Linked DNA regions of Mus musculus: region 1 is linked to region 2. The links are chromatin contacts, called in public HiChIP or PLAC-seq maps. All regions are on one chromosome and are shown on one strand. Each heading gives the region's core, a stretch centred on a gene start, on an enhancer-like site or on the middle of the called end of the contact. The rest is flanking DNA. Distances are from core to core; before and after follow the strand shown.

Region 1 (5,357 bases), core at 2,774-5,273, 160 kb before region 2:
CTGATGTCCCATGTTGTGGTCCCTGCAAACCCAGTGTCAACACACACACACACACACACACACACACACACACACACACACACACGCTACCACACACATCACCTCAGACAGAAGAAGACAGACAATGTCATAAGAAAAAAAAGGGAAGCTGGGAGTCCTTAGCACAAAGCTGAGATCCACCCTCTATATATACACACACACACACACACACACACACACACACACACACACACACACACACAAACAAACAAAACCACACACACAAAACCACACACACAAAACCACACACAACCACACATGTCAGCTCAGGCAGAGGGAAATGGACAATGTCATAGGGGAAAATAAAGGGAGTTTACAAAGGGAGTTCATAGCTGGCAGCCAGGCCCCACAGCCAGTAAAGCTGCCTGACTCATAGCAGGTCTGTGGTGTTCTAGAGCATGTACATATGTGTACATGTATGTGAGCATGCCTGTGTATATGTGATTACGTGTGTGTTTATGAGTTTGCGTGTGTATGTGATGTGTTCATGTCTGCATGAGTGTGTATGTGTGTGTGTTGTATGCTGTGTTTGTGATAATGTGTTCATGTGATGTGTGTGGTATGTGTGTTTATGATATATGTGTATGGTATGATGTGCGTGGTGTCTCCTGTCTGTGCACAGTACTCTTTCTTGCTTCATAGATTATATGAGAAGCACGCATGATGCTGCCTTGGGCAGTGTACAGAGGCTTTAAACGCAGTTCCCTATGGGACACTGGAGGGAAAGGTATCAAAGAGGGAGGGAGCGAGAGAGAGGGGGAGGAGAGAGAGGGGGAAGAGAGAGAGAGAGGAGAGAGGAGAGAGGAGAGAGAGGAGAGAGGGGAGAGGGGAGAGGGGAGAGGGGAGAGGGGAGAGGGGAGAGGGGAGAGGGGAGAGGGGAGAGAGGAGAGAGGAGAGGGGAGAGGGGAGAGGGGAGAGAGGAGAGAGGAGAGAGGAGAGAGGAGAGAGGAGAGAGAGGAGAGAGGAGAGAGAGGAGAGAGGAGAGATGCTGCAGGGTTTCCCAGAAGGTCTTGCTGAGGACAAAGACTGTTCACAGAACCCCCAGAGCAGGGACATGTGTGCAGCAGCCAGTTCTGACTGAGCACTGATGGACCGAGCTTTGCCTATGTCTCCCCACCCGTGACTGGCCTGCTCTGTCCCCAGGTTACGCTGAACACATGGGGCTCGCTCAGTTCCGCCGTCGGTTCCAGGTGCTGGACCCTGCACTGCTAAAGAAGCTTGACTTGACCTCCGAGGAACTGGATGAAAGGAAGGTGTGTAAAGTGGGTCTCGGGTAGGAAGAGGCCACAGAGCCTGTATTGTGTGGGTTGCTCATGGCACAGATTGACCAGGAAGGATCTGAGAGGGGGCTGCAGAGAGTAGCATGAGATTTGAGTCAGACCGCAGCCCCAGACTCCATCCTACCACCCAACAATGTCCTTGAGACTATTCCTACTCAGAATGCCCTCTGAAGCCTGCATGGGGAACATGAAAGGTAAGAATTAGAGGAAATAGCCTGGTTGGCTATGTGTCCGACTTCACAAGGACTGTGGTGGCACAAAACCCAAGGAGACTGAGCCCCTGAGGCCTGAGGTGGTGTATGGGAATGTTTGAGCAGTACTTCACATGACGGTGTAGTGACCAGACTGTCTCAGGGCCTTTGCACTGGCTGTCCTCTCTCCAGGGGACATTCTCTGATGTCCCCTTTGCTAACCTCAGCTCAGGGACACTCATTCCAGGCTCCTCTAGCTCTGATGTCTCAATGGTCCTTGTCTTTAATTGAAATTAAGTTTGCCAGCAAGTACTCAATAACTTACCCAGGTGGCTGAATAAACAAGCATGTATTCAGTGTTTGCACACATATATGGACTCAGACACACACGGGCACATGCACACAAACATGCTGGTGAGCACATATACACATGTGCACATGCACATAGAGACACATACAGACATACACACAGACATGTACACACATATGCACACACACATACATACACACAGAGACACACACAGGCACAGGCACATGCTTGTGTACATATACACACATGTTCACATGCACACAGACACATACAGATACATATACATACACACACAGATACACACACAGACACACTCAGACACACACAGACATACACAGTCATACTCAGACACACACAGATATGCAAACCTACACACATATGCACATGCACACAGAGACACATACAGACATACACACAGACACATATACACACACACATACATACACACACAGAGACACACAGCCACATGCACAAGCACATGCTTGTGTGCACATACATACATGTGCACATGCACACAGACATATACACACACAGATACAGACACACTCAGACACACACAGACATACAGACACACTCAGACACACAGAAACACAAACATGCACACATATGCACATGCACACAGACACACACACACATATAGATACACACACACATACAGATACACATATATGTATACACACAGATACACACACATACAGATACACACACACACACACACACACACACACAATCTATCTCAATTCTTTCCCCCTGCCTTCCTGTTTCCAGTCCTGCTCTAACCCGTGAAGCCTCACCTCACCCCTCACACCCTCCTGTCCCCAGTGGAGCTACCAATGAAGGATGGTTGTGGGTTCAGTGGTTAGAGATGCCTGGTGCATTCATGGTGCAGGTTCGAGAAGCAAGTACACTCAGTCACTTTGGCAAATGGGTCCTTTGAAGATGATGCAAGTATCGGGCCCTTAGAAATGAATTCCACAGGTGTTAATGGGCTTGTTCCTTGAAATCCAGATTCTAAATTCCAGGGGAGGGTTGTTCGGAGCATATGGGTCTTGGGGTCAGTCAGATATGCATTGACTTCAGCTCTCACACCGGCAAGTGACTTTCAATCTGCCTCAGTCTTTTCACCTTTAAAGTGGGAGCAGCAGCAGCGGCTGCCTCCATCAGGACTCTGATGATAAGATACTGTAAAATAGCTGATGTGCCGTGCACAGGTCCTGGCACACAGGAGGGGCTTTCACATGTGTTATCTGCCTCCACCAACTACAGTGGCAATGATTGAAGCATCTTTCAAGGTCAAGGTAAAGGGTGGTTGGTCCATAGTCTTCACAGCCAAAGTGCACCATCACTTCTGCACTCCCTCGTATGAGTGTGTGTGTGTCTGTGTACATGCATGCATGTGTGTGTGTGCATGCATGCATGTGTGTGTGTGTGTGTGTCTGTGTGCGTGTGTGTCTGTGTGTGTGTGCATACACATGCCCAAGTGTACTTGGAGTTCTTCACACTGCCATCCCCAATGAACCGTGAGGTTGCAGGGGTGAATGGCATCACAGTCTTAGGTCCCTTGGTTTCTGTCCAGGGCACAGGTTGGCTCCAGCAGACAGACAGCTCCTTCTGTGGGGTCTCTCCCCTCGGTGTGAGAGTAAGCTGCCCTCTCTATGTTTGGCAGCTCACTTTGGAAGCCCTACAGTTTGCTTTGGTTCCAACCCAATCAGCTTCCGGGGTCCTTTCTTCTTGGTCCATGCATGCTTGATCGCCATACAGAAGGTCCACAGTGCTGGAGACTATGTGGCTCCTGCCCAGTTGGGAGCAGAGCAGACTTGGGATGTGAGGGAGCTTCCTACAGGGGTGACGGGCGCAGTACACAGCAGCATTTAGACTTTGGACTCGTCAGCAGGATTCTGCAGCAGCTAAGCCAAATCCACCTCTATCCACACACATTCCAGGCCCTAGAGAATGGAAAATTACCAGTGCAATGGACTTGCTTGGGAGAATTTTTTTTCCTTCTTATTCTTTCTTCCTATTTGTTCACAAATTTCATTTGCTGGGGCATAGAATTTCAGTAGCAAAGAAAGAAAAAAACATCATCCTGCCTCTTATGAAAAAGCTAATAAATATTCATTTGTCAGGCACCGTGATGGGCCATGAATTATACATGAGTGTGTACTCGTGGGCAAGCCGGCAGGCTCTGCACACAGAGTGGTTAAGACCTTGGAATCCAGTGAGACAAATCTGACAGCTAAGAAAGGTCAATGTCACCCTCAGACACTAGACGGCAGCAGACGGGATTCTTGTCGGGGTGGAAAATGGACCCTAGCAAAGTCCCCTTTGCACCTGACATGTGGTATCTTCGCATGCTGGGCTGGTTCCACCGAGAGGCACCCTGCCTGGGTACTGGGCACCCTCACGTTCACATCACAAAATAGTTTCCTGGTGTTGGGGTGCACGCTTGAGATCCCAATACTAAGGGGGTAGGAGCAGAAGGATCAGAAGTTTACATTCACCAAGGCACAAGGTGAGTTTCCAGTCTCCAGGACAAAGCCTTTCTTTTCTCTTCAGAAGCAGCTGGAGCAGGACGATAGAGCCAGGCAGAAATAGAGGCGGGATTCAAACCCACACTCTCATCTGGGTCCTTACACAGAACACTAACAATAATTATTATGGGCAGAGAGATGGTCTATCAGTTAAGAGCACTTGCTGTAATTGCAGGTGACCCAGGTTCACCCGCATATGGCGACTCACCCCCTCCCTCCCCGCACTGTTCCCTCACCCGTGTAAGTTACTCGAGTAAGCTCCAGGGAAGACAATACTTTCTTTGGCTTCCATCACACCTGTCTATACTGTATTCAGTTCTTTACGCACTGGAGAGGGAGCTGTCCACACTTGCGGTGCTGAAACTTGCTCTCTGGACGTTAATCCCAGCACCTTTCCCTGCGCACTTGCTGGGTCCCTGCCTCTGGATAGCTCTTTGCTTCACTACATACTCTTTCTCCATCACACTAGCCCACGCCATTACGCGTGCAGGGTGTTTGCTGATGCGCCTCTTTGCTGCCTGATGCTTACAGTCAGGACCCTGAGGGTTAAATGAAGCCTTCTGTCTTTAACTGTGATGTGGTCCATGTGTGAGGAAGGGATTCATGAGTTCAAGGTGAAGGCTTTGACTTCAACCTGCAGATGTCTGAACAAGCTCAATGCAGTCACCCAGTTCAGCCCTGGGTTTTTCTCAAGCTCTTGTGGCCCCATGTGAGACACCACTCTTTATTCTTCCTGGCTACATCCTGCTCCAACATCCTAGACACAGGAAGCCCTGTGACAGAACTCTGGGGCAGGATTTTTACATCTAATTGATCTATCAATTATTAAGAGACAGATGTTAACGCCCTTGGCCACTCATATTGAGCTGTCTTACTTTTTCTAATTCTCTCCCTGTTCTGCTTTGCACGCCTTGAGGCTCTCTGCCTAGGCTCTAAGAATCTACCTGGCTGGCTGGCAGGTTAACGCTTTCATCACCGGACACGTCCCTCGTCATTTGTAGCAGCG
Region 2 (5,992 bases), core at 1,547-4,046:
CATTCCTTCATTGAGAAGGAATGCTAAAAGACATTCAACACAGATGGGGTTTGGGGGGGGGCCTCCCTCCCCGGAGCCTCCTCCACATCAGAACACTCTTTGATATCCCTTTCCTCCCTCCCCTGGGGTCCCTGCTCTAAAGGATGCAGAAGCCCAAACTGCTCTGATCTGCTCAAAAGGATGCATTTGCCTTGGATCTGTGGAGTGAGTGATTGCTCTAGTAATATGGAGCCTCTGAGAGATGAGTGGACCGTCTCATGTGAACTAATAATGCCATCAGTCAGAAGAGGACTCTGCGGATGCCCATCAGAGCCCAGGGACAGGGTTCACAGCCTCACCTCACCCAACCCTCTTGAGGTTATCACAATGCCCTCAATTCAAAATAGAGGACACAGGGCCACAGAGGGATCTGGAGCTGGCCAAGCCAGCTCTGAATTCGGATTTACCCCCAAAGTCATTCTAGCCATAGCCCAAGCTCCTTGGGGGAAGCGCTTTCAATTTCTTTTGCAAGGTTAAATCTTTTACTTTGTTCTCAAACTTAATAATTAATGCAGCAGAATTTGAGAGAGCCCCAAAAGCCTACTCATATCAACCAGTTAGCTACAAATACAGCCGTTTTAAACCTCCGTTTAAACTGGAGTCCTGTGTTCTCAGCTCTTTGTGGTTTATGGGTTTCAGCAGGTAATCATGAACACACCAAGGGAGGAGTTGATGAATAACAAGCTTGTCGCCACCTTCTTCCTCTACACCCAGGGCAGACATTAGTAATCAATCAAGGATGTCTTTCCTGCTGGAGCTTGTATATAGCTACAGGCAGGGACTCCCAGTGAACTAGATTTTACAAAGAAATAAAACCTGTTTATTTACACTGTTGAAGACCCTCTGGGTGACATAAAGGATGTGCAATGTGACTGTCTATTGTCAACATTTTTATTGCTTACAAGAAAATTCTTCCAATCCAAAGTAAATTGTTTTGCAATATAACATAGGTACTCCTATTCGAGGCAAGCAAAGCCGGAAGTGCTCCAGACTTTTCTTTTCTTTTTTTTTTTTTTTTAAGCCCATTGTCTTAGTCAAGGTTTTTGTTCCTACAAAAAAACATCATGACCAAGAAGCAAGTTGGGCAGGAAAGGGTTAATTCAGCTTACACATCCACATTGCTGTTCATCACCAAGTGAAATCAGGACAGGAACTCACACAGAGCAGAAACCTGGAGGCAGAAGCTGATGCAGAAGCCATGGAGGGATGCTGCTTACTGGCTTGCTTCCCCTGGCTTGCTCAGTTTGCTTTCTTATAGAATCCAGGACCACCAGCCCAGGGGTGGCCCTGCCCACAGTGGGCCCTCCCACTGTTGATCACTAATTGAGAAAATGCCTTACAGCTGGATCTCATGGAGGCATGTCCTCACGGGAGGCTCCTTTCTCTGTGATAACTCCAGCTTGTGTCAAGTTGACACACAAAACCAGCCAGTACACTCTGATTTTCCAAAACTTTTCAACTTTGGGCCAGTTTAGATTTGGGATTCTTAAACTTAGGATGCTCAGCCAGGGTTTTGGCAAACATTCCCAAGTACCAGAAAAGGGGGGAGGGAGGCTTGAAATCTAAACAGTTCAGCTCCCAAGCACTTCTGAGGTTTGACTTGCTCTCATGCTGATAACGGGGGAGGTCATAGGTGATGATGTCTGCCGCATCAAGATCAACCAGGGGAGAATACATGGGTTCACCAGCAAGGCACACAAGGGGTATCCATGAAGCTGAGGAGGACGGAACTCAGTCAGACCAGAAAGAAAGGGCAGATAGACAGATGGACAGCGGTGGAGTCCATGGGCTTCAGGGCCTAAGTCAATCCTGGTGGAGGAGGTAAACTTTGTTCATTTTTAAAGGATGTGGTGTAGCTTGCTGGTAGAATGTTTGCCTAACATTCATAAGGCTCTGGGTTTGACCCCAACCATTTATAAAGAAACCGTGGTGTGTATCAACACCTCTATACAGGATATCTCTTCCCTTGCCCTTCCCCCTTCTACATGTGCAGCCGTGGCAACAGGGAGAGCTGCTGGTGGGCCTGGCAGAGTCTGGCTTTGATGGGCAAGAGAGTATTAGAGTTTGTAAATGTGATGGTGACTCAGACAAAGACCTTGTCCGACACCTCTAGATGCTGTGTGGTCAGCAAGTATTACACAAATTCTTCTGAGTAAGACAGTCTGTATCCTCACCTCCCTAGGGGCCATGGTCACAAGGATGGTGATTCTTGGGGACATTTCCAGGAGAACCAAAGAAGGTGTGGAGGGGGAACCAAAATCAGAGTGAGGGAGACATTACTGAGGAGATCTGATGAGTCTAGCCTGGGCCACCTAGGCTGGGAGATGAGGGCATCTGCAGACGCCTAAATGAGTCCAAGAGACTTTTCTTTAGGGAGGTGTATCTTTTTTTCCCCCCTTTCGAGACAGGGTTTCTCTGTATAGCTCTGGCTGCCCTGGCAAGGGACATGGAAAAGTCACCATTCTCCGAACCTGTATCCAAGGCAGACATTACCAATCAATCACAGAGCTCTTTCTCATGCAGTGTGGAGTATCCTTTCGGTCGACAGGGGGAGCTCAGATAGGTATTAGCTGTGTACTGATCTTGGAGACCTGGACAACACCTCCCTGAACTAAGCTGTGATCAGCTACTTTTGAATCTATTCCAGCTTGGATCTATTGCTACTGCCTTCCAGCTCTATCCTCACCCCACCCCCCCACCCCCAAGAGAGTGGTTCACAGAATTATTCTCACAATCCCGCAGACAGCATCAGCCTCATTAAACCAATGAAAGATCAGCCCTCTACTGGAGGTTTATTATGTGCGACTCAAAATCAACCCCCTGCTGCTCACGCCCTCTGTAGAGGCTTTGGGAAGAAGAAATTACGTGTTGCCCCAGAGAAGGAGGGAGGAGGTGTGGGCTGAGGTTGCAGCATGTCGCACGTCTTGCACGTCTTACAGATTTGTGTAGTGACAGTGCAGAGGCTTGTTGTGACAGCCTGGGGCAGACGCTGCAACTCAGAATCTTGGGAGACTCCAGTTAATGCACACTGAGGTTTTAAATGTTCTATCAACCTGTGACCCGTGCGACTAGGGAACAAACATTTCCCCCAAGGACTGTCATTGTAAAGAGATCACATACCTCCCTGGCACACAACCTCTTTGACCTCTTCAGGACAGGGATCCTGTCAACAGCCCAACACCCCACCTCCCCCCAACACATACACCTCTTGGTGTCTCACTTCATTGTTATGATGAGGTAGTGCTGAGTTCTAATGTGGTCTGAGGCTTCTCTAAAGGAGAATGATATGAATTGAGTAATCACTGAAGTTGTTCTAAAAGAGCCTTGGGAGAGCCTTGTTCCTCCTCCCACTGTGGATTGAGAGTCTCAGCCATGCAAGGAGGCCAAGGAGTCAAACAGCTAAAGGCAGATAGAATCTTCTGGAGCAGAAGCCATCGGATAGAAGGACATTAGGACTGCGTGACAGAAAGCTGGAATCCCTGGCCCTGGTTTCTGAGCCCCTGGCCCTTTATCTATAGCCTGTCCATTCTGTCATCCTCATAATAACATGAGCTAATAACTGCCATCGGCCCCTGTTTAATTCATTTTAGCTGAAGCTAACTTGAGTTCACTATTTCTCACGAATGCAGACTCCTGCCTGGCAAGGAGAAAGTATGGGCTCCACAGCTTGCAGCAGGCACATGGTGCAGGTTCAAGGTGGCCCTGCTGACCCTGAGTCCTTAGCTGGCAATCCCAAGGTCAAGACCTGTGGCTGGTATTTCATCCATTGTGTGGGTCCCAAGAAGCAGGGGTTAACTATGGGGCTGGTGGCACAGAGACAAGACATCCACCCTTCATCTTTGATATCCAAGCATCTGGCTACCAGCTTGGTACCCCAGGACTTGACAATTCAACCACTGGGGGGAACTTAGGCAGGCCACCAGGCTTCCTTCTCCTCACCCCCAGGTTGTGCCAGAATTGTATTTTATTTGGATTTCTGTCTCTTGAGCTGATTCAAAACCAAAGAGATCCAGCCACAGGTGCTGTCCTCTGTCCACCCGAGACACAGCATAGGTTGGCTTGAATGGTCCTCCAACTGATAAGCCAGAGACTGCAAGGCCTTCCAGCTGTGCAACGGTTCTAACACAGAGATCTCTCATGCAGAACTGCAGAAGAGAACGGGGATCCAGGGTAAACAGTCTGTGGAAATGAGGAACCAGGGTGTGAAGGGGGCAGTCGGTGCTGCCTTCCCTCGCCAGGCTACTTAGCATCAGCAAGGAGCTCTGGTGGCTGGCTCTGTCAGTCCCCACACCATTCTCTGAATGAAGGGTGAAGACAGTTGACCCCACTTGGCAGAGAAGACTATTAAGGCAACAGAGACTGCAGTGATCCTAGGTGTCAAAGGTCACAGAGGGAAAGGGCAGCTGGGGGGCAGAAGGTGACATGCCTGGCTGGAGCCTAACTTTATTTGCCTGTCACATGGGCCGAGCTAGTTGTTTCTCTTCCTGGTTAACTGACATTCCTACTTTTTCCAGCCACTTCCAAGCACTGATGTTTGTCACTCTGGCAGGAAATGCCATTCAGCTACAAGACACGTTTCCATTCCATACCAGTCCTTTCCAGATGTGACCTGTAGAAACTGTAATAACAGAACTTAAAAGTGAACAGGGTTGGGCTGGAGAGATGGATCAGCGGTTGAGAGCACTGACTACTTTTCCAGAGGTCTTGAGTTCAATTCCCAGCAACCACATGGTGGCTCACAACCATCTATAATGGAATCTGATGCCCTCATCTGGTGTGTCTGAAGACAGTGTACTCACACATATAAAATAAATAAATAAATAAACAAATAGTTTTTTTAAAAAATGAATGGGGTGGGGAATAGAGACAGATAGATCTTCGAAGCAAATTGGCAAACCAGTCTAAACTTAGCAATGAACCACAAGTTCAGTGAGATACCCTGTCCCCAAAAAACAAAGGTGGACACCAATCCAGGAAAGATGCCCCACACAGTCAGAGCAGGGAAAGCATGTGACAGACTGACATTCAGGGCTCCTTCCAGCTGTATTGGTCAGTTTGCTGGCTTGTGTCCTGTTAGGACATCTTAACACGCCCATGAGTATTGAGGTGTCAGGAAGTGGTTAGGAACGCCGACGATAGTCCTGGGAAATACCCGGTTCATAAATAAAATTTCTCACTCACAAGTGAACTCAAACACAGCCCTTCAGACATGCTAACGGTCCCTAAAGAAATCTGATGTTGGATTTAATTGAATGCCCACGGAAGAGTCTCAGTGAAGGTATTGTTTACATCAGGCTGGCCTGTGGGTGTGTATATGAAAACCGTCCTAACTGTGTATATTGATATGGGAATACCCAGCCCCCCATGGTTGGCACCATTCCCTAGGCTAAGGTTAGAACAGCATGGCAGCAGTACAGACAGTCAGGAGAAATGTAGTCACTGATTGTTTAGCTGAGGACTGATGTGTCTGCTCAGAATCAGGCACTGATGGTCGAGTGCCAAAACCAGCCATGGCTACACCAAACCTTGAATTCCAGTCCTAAATCTTACCATGATATTGGCTAAGAAACCACCTCCCAAGCCCGTTTCCCTTGTTGACATGAAAGTGGGACCATAATACATTGGAAGTTGTTGACAGCCCAGGCTGAATCCTCCTCTTCTTTTGTGATTTCTGGAGACCTGGACAGCATTTGACAGCATGTCATATCAAACCTGGTAAGTTAACTTTAGAAAATCCAGGAGTCCAGGGCTGGGCTGTGGCTCAGTGGGTGCAGTGTTTATCCATCACTTGCGAAGATATAGGTTCCAGTCCCCGCACAGCATAAACTGGGCATGGTGGTGCACACCTATAATCCTAACATTTGGGAGGTGGAGGCAGGAGGTTAAAGAGAGTTCAAGACCACTCTCAGCTGCAGAGCAAGTTTGAGGCTAGGGAAAGGAGAGGAATGAGGAC

The links. HiChIP or PLAC-seq counts read pairs in DNA pulled down with a chosen protein or histone mark.
Region 1: an H3K4me3 HiChIP or PLAC-seq map of embryonic basal ganglia shows a contact between it and region 2, with 2.5 times the contacts expected there. The contact joins two enhancer-like sites. A contact is called at or near these places in 6 of 115 datasets of contacts at active chromatin or transcription factors (astrocytes, embryonic basal ganglia, embryonic hindbrain and 3 more).

Annotation. Positions count from the first base shown.
Region 1 is chr5:112,823,912-112,829,268 of GRCm38.p6, reverse strand. It overlaps Myo18b (myosin XVIIIb), which reads left to right. Exons shown (of 44, transcript NM_028901.2): 21 at 1,183-1,292. Among named protein-coding and RNA genes, the nearest start is that of 1700095B10Rik, 33 kb to the right of the region's middle. Within about 2 kb of position 4,023, at least 28 of the 459 cell types and tissues checked have an H3K27ac peak or open chromatin away from gene starts, as enhancers often do. A contact at or near this core is called in embryonic basal ganglia, where this site is marked.
Region 2 is chr5:112,657,940-112,663,931 of GRCm38.p6, reverse strand. All of the region lies in intron 1 of Gm30529 (predicted gene, 30529), which reads right to left. Among named protein-coding and RNA genes, the nearest start is that of Gm30529, 12 kb to the right of the region's middle. RefSeq lists an enhancer at 1-887. Within about 2 kb of position 2,796, at least 15 of the 459 cell types and tissues checked have an H3K27ac peak or open chromatin away from gene starts, as enhancers often do. A contact at or near this core is called in embryonic basal ganglia, where this site is marked.